2 separate regions of the Zea mays genome follow, and region 1 is linked to region 2. A link is a contact called in public Hi-C data. All regions are on one chromosome and are shown on one strand. The core of a region is the stretch at or near the end of the contact, and the rest is flanking DNA. Distances in the headings are between cores, read along the strand shown. Region 1 holds the start of LOC100384382. Region 2 holds the start of LOC103629180 (putative serine/threonine-protein kinase-like protein CCR3).

The links. Hi-C and Micro-C count contacts between places; a contact is called where the count stands out from the background.
Region 1: a Hi-C map of root tip shows a contact between it and region 2, with 2.8 times the contacts expected there. The contact joins the promoter of LOC100384382 here to the promoter of LOC103629180 in region 2. A contact is called at or near these places in 5 of 25 Hi-C or Micro-C datasets (bundle sheath, endosperm, leaf and 2 more).

What each region holds. Positions count from the first base shown.
Region 1 is chr6:34,616,056-34,618,755 of Zm-B73-REFERENCE-NAM-5.0, forward strand. It overlaps LOC100384382, which reads left to right and starts at 1,310. Exons shown (of 5, transcript NM_001362355.1): 1 at 1,310-1,748; 2 at 2,524-2,700. The coding sequence starts at 2,654.
Region 2 is chr6:34,419,320-34,422,019 of Zm-B73-REFERENCE-NAM-5.0, forward strand. It overlaps LOC103629180 (putative serine/threonine-protein kinase-like protein CCR3), which reads right to left and starts at 1,409. Exons shown (of 1, transcript XM_008650353.4): 1 at 1-1,409. The coding sequence starts at 910.

The sequences.
Region 1 (2,700 bases), core at 60-2,559, 200 kb after region 2:
TAGCACCTCCAAGGCCTTGGGTTCGACCCCTCTCGGGACGATTTTTGGGCTTGGTTAAAAACTCTCCTCGCTGTGTCCCACCCGCTCTCGAGTTACGTCATGCGCGTCATCCTCCGACTGAGCAGTTGTAGAGTGGGTGGTGACAGCCCACTAGTGACGGGGGATTTTCTCGGCCGAGGTTATGTTTATGTCTCTTCTTAATATAATTCCGCGAGGGCGGTCTTTCCCCCTTCGCCCGAATTTTTAGGCGGTGATACAAAAATTCTGCATAACCACTATATCTAAAACAACTCTACAAGTGTTGACATGGTATGGTTAATTAAAATAATGTCAACACATAAACAAAAAACTAAAGAAAAACCCACAACTTTTTTTTATTAAAAATGAACATTAGAGCGTTTTGAAGAGGGCCCTAAACAATGTTGTATTTTAAAATATAAGCCCCGGAAACATAAAACGACACCAATATTGATCCTATTTTATTAAAATTCATCAAACTATTATATGTTTCGGTCTCTGGAGTCTTAAATATAGTACCTTATATATTGAAGTCATATCCTTATTTTTTCTTAATCTACAATTATTTATTTTCTAATAACAAGATTTATTTTCTAAATATCTGCTGGAGTAATTTTTTTGATGTCTAAAATATTTTAACTACAGTCTTATTTCGATTTCTAGAGCTATATTTTAGAACTCATGGAGATGGTCTTAGACCAACTTCAGCATGTCGTACGTATGTTTAACAATATTTTTAGGAACAATTGGATCTATACCATTAAAAGATCCAAACTTTAGATATATACCATGGACCCACATGTCATTGACTCATGTGGATCCACATGTAAGTGAGATAGTAATGGTATGGATCCAAAGTGGTGATCTTTTAATGGTATGTATCCAAATTTCCCATATTTTTACTATAGATGTATTGTTTGGAGATAAGATTTTGAAATATGGAGTAAGATAAGGAGTATAATAAAAAAAATCTGGTGTAGATATTATTAGTCCACCACAGCTGTCAGCCGGGTTCCCTGAGCGCGCAGCGCAGCCTGTGGACCATACACTTTCACCCGCCCCGACCCGTCAGTAATCGTGCCATGATTGCTTTTCGACCTGTTCCCAGGGCCGATCCAAGCCGTCCGTCTCCTCACCAAGCGGCCCGGATCCCTCCTCTCCGGCCACCCCAAAACACGCCCGACGCCAGCGCCACCGAAATCCCCCAACCCATGCAGCGCAAGCATTACCATAACCTCCTCGCATATCGGCCCGCGCTGCTGCCGGAAGCAGATCGGAGCAGCCTCTTCGGCTCTTGGCGACGGATGTTGCTCGCTTCGTTTACCACGACCAGATCTGCGATGGCTTCTGCTCGCCTCGCTCGCTACCCACCAGATCCCGGCGCCTCCCCCCTCGTCGCTCAATTCTGCTCCGCCGCGCTGCGATCGATCCGCTCCCAGACGACGATCGCCCGGCGCGGATCAGCAGCCGCCGGGGCTGCTCCGGCGTCGCGAATGGCCGCGCTCGCCGGGCCGACAAGCAGCGCAGATCGTGGGGCTCGCCGGCGGCACCGGCTTCGGCCTCGTCTTCCGTGGGGACGGCAGGCGCGAGGCGGTGCCCTGCCCGCCGCGGACTGCCTCTGGGAGTTCGCTTCCGTTACGGCACCTGCCATCCTGGCCGTCGGTCGGGGGCTGGCGTTCTCGTGAATCCCGTGGTGGGCCGGGGGCAGAAGCGGTAACTCGCCGGGCCAGGTAGGAAGTTTTGCCTTGCTTGCTGCGTTGCCAATCTCGCTTATCCTTTCCGTGTTCCGTCCTTTCCGTGTTCCGCCTTTTTTTGGTCACCGAATAAATAAATGAAACAAATAAATAAAAGAAAACAGCCTGTTATTAAATGGGCGAAATCCCGGAATTTATTTCTTTTCCCCCTCCCGGTTCTCTCTCTCTCTACGCCCTACGGGGGGCCGCGGACGTGAGGGGCGCGCATCAAATCGGGCTCAGGCCCGGCCGGGCGCATCCGCTTTATCGGCTCACGTTGGCGCGGCCTCCGTTTCCTCTCCCATTTCCTTGTCCTCTCTCCCTCTCCCTCTTCCTCCCTCACGGCCTCACCTCTCCAGCCTCCCGCTCACCTCTTCCACCTCTCTACGCTCCCCAGAGGGCCCCAGACGCACCGCCGACGACCCCCGGCGCGGGCGCAGATCAGCGTGCGCCGTGACCTGCCCGCCCTGCCTCCGCTGCTTTCGACCCTGGGAGCGCCTGCCCGCGCCGCCGGGGCGCTTCGTATCGCCGCTTCTCTTTTTGTTCCGCGGCTCTTCCTCGCCGGCAGGCGGCCGGCTGCTGCCCCGCCCACGCCGCGTCTACGTGTCCTCAAGGGGCTGGGCGCTCTTGCCTGTCAAACCTGGTGCCGCCTCCGGTTGGAAACCGTGAGTCCTGAGCTCATGAATCCGTCTCGCCGCGGCCGGCAATCTGGGCTTCCTTAACCTGACGGGCGCGTGGTTCCCTCTGACTCCGTGCGTGCGCCTCTGTGTAGGTTTCTTACGGGTTAGGAGCAGGAGGTCAGAGACTCCCCAGAGTTGGCTTCGCCGCGCGCATGCGATTTGCGGCGGCGGCCGAAGCCTCGTACAGCCGCCGCTGGGACGACGACGACAACGGCGACGTGGATGCCTCCGCCGCCGCCGGATCGAAGGGACTATCTATACCGGGAGGG
Region 2 (2,700 bases), core at 159-2,658:
CGCTGGACGCGACGCCGCACGTGAAGTTGCCGCCGGCGACGAGGAACTCGAAGGAGATCCCCAGGGCCGGCTCGTACAGGGTGGTGGTGGGCCCGCCGAGGCTCCAGCAGACGGCGGTGTGGTAGGGCCGACGGAGCGCGCAAGCGTGGGAGTCGCCGACGGCGAGGCCGTAGCCGAAGAGGTCCCCCGGCGGCGCGGCGGCGGAGGCGTTGGCCGCGGGGGCACCGGAGCAGAGCGCGGTGCCGGAGGCCAGGACGGCGCAGGCGCGATCGCCCCCGGCCGCGAGGCACGGCGCGGCGGACGCGTTGGCGAGGCCCGCCTGCACCGCGCCGCCCCGCGGGCCCCAGCAGCGGACGGCCGCGGGCGCGCTGGCCTCGACGGCGCAGGAGAAGCCGTCGCCGGAGACGAGGGAGCGGAACGCGCCGTCGGCACGCGCGGGGAAGCGGCCGCCGCCGCGCCACCACAGGACGGTCCCGGAGCCGGAGCCGGAGGCGTCGTAGGCCGCGACGTGGTCGGCGCCGGCGGCGAGGTCCGCGAGCGGGGCGGGCCCGTCGTACAGCCGGCGGAGCTGCCCCCAGCGCGGCGCCGGCGTGGACGGCCAGCAGAAGAGCGCGGCGCCCCCCGCCTGCAGGCCGCACACGAAGCCCCGCCCCGCGGAGAGCTCCGCGAACGCGATGGCGGACGGCGCGACGGGGCCGCTCGAGGCGTTGGAGATGGAGGCGCCCTGGAGCGCCGCGCAGTGGACTGTGCCGCTGAGCTCGGCGACCCCGCAGACGGTCGGGGAGGCGGAGGACGCCGAGACGGCGAGCGTGGACGCGGCGCAGGCGGCTGGCACGGCAATGGCGAGGAGGAGGGCGAGGGGCTGGAGCAGCGGGAGGAGGAGGAGGAGGAGGCGCGGCCGCGGGGTCATCGGGTGGAGCAGGAGGAGGAGAAGCGCGCCCCGGCGGCGACCGCCGACATCCGCGTGGCGTGGCGTGGAGACGGGGCAGGGAGGGTGAGGGAAATGGAGCAAAAGCGCGCGGAAGAAAAAGGTGGAGCGGATGCGGATGCGTGGCGAGTGCTGTTGAATTGAAGAAGGACGCGGGCGGGTGAGGGAGCTGGACGCCGTCTCCGCCTCTACTCCATTCCAAGTTCCAACCGCGATCCGGCGGGCATCTAGTGCCAGTGGTACGCGCGTTTCTCTTCGTAGTTTACGGCTGTCGTCTTCTCCCGCCAACAAGTATCTACATTGCAGTTGCAGCCAACATTGTTGTTGGTAACGAATGTATAGTCTACTACTATTATCTCATTCAAACGCGTGTTCCTAGATTTGTCGATACTTGCTACATCTTAAAATATAAAATATAAGTTATTCTAAGATTCTTAAAGAATCAAAGTTTTAAAAGTATAACCAAAATTATGGCGAGAATCATAAAGTTTTATGACAATATAGTATGTGTTGAAATATGCTCCTGATTCCTTTTATATATTAAGAATATACTTTGGAATATGCTTTCATATGCACCTATAAATATAGACCCTTCTTGTAACTTTTACTGTTGATAGTTGATTTATTTCCTCGTGGTTGTTTGCCCCTTCATATTAGAGGAGATTTTTCCACGTAAATCTTTTATGTCTATTTTATTTCCTAACAAGTGGTATCGGAGGTAGAGTATCGGAGGTAGGGTTAGACATATTGTTTTTATCCACGTTGTAGTCGCCGCCGCCGGGTTTTACTATTTGTCGCATTATGTCGACTAAATTTGATATTTCGAAGTTTGATGACAAAATTAGTTTTGCTATTTGACAGATTCAGATGAAGGTTGTTCTTACCAAGTTGGTTGTTCAAAAGGCGTTGCATACGCGACCTGCATTGATGATAAGTGGCAAGATATTGATGAAAGAGTTTTGTCCGTCATACAACTCAGTTTATCTTTTGATGTTCTACGTGAAGTAATGCATGAAAAATCCTCAGCAACATTGTGGAAAAAAATTGGAGGAGTTGTATATGTCCAAGAGTCTTGCAAACAAGCTATGTCTCAAGGAGCATCTTTACACTATTTGCATGTCAGAAGGTGAAGGTTTAATTGTTCGGGGATCTAGAAATAATAAATCCAACCTTTATTGTCGTTATTGCAGAAAAAATACTTATCATATTTCTCAGTACCCCAAAGTGCTCTTCTTGGGTTGTCGATTCCGCTTGTACTTTTCATATTTGTTCGCATAGAGATTGGTTTTCTGATTATGTTCAGTCTCATGCTGGTAAGGTTGTTATTGGAGATGGATCCACGTGTGAGATTATTAGAATCGGCTCTATTTATATCCAAGTTCATGATGACAGTATTAAGAAACTTATCGATGTCTGTTTTGTTCCAAAAATTGAAAAGAAACAGTTTTATGGATTTAGAGTCAAGGGGATATTTCTTAGACTTGGTTGATATTTAAATGTAGCATCCTAGTGGTGTTTGGGAAACAGTTCTATGGATTTAGAGTCAATGGGGAGATTTGTTAGAATATGCCTCTAATTTCCTTTTATATATTTGGAATATGCCTTGCAATATGCTTTCCTATACGTCTATAAATATAGGTCCTCCATGTACCTTGTACTCTACGATTGATAGTGGATATGTTTTCTCGTGGTTGTTTGCTCCTCCATATTGGAGAGGATTTTTTCCACGTAAATCTTTGTGCCTATTTTATTTCGTAACAGTATGGAAACAT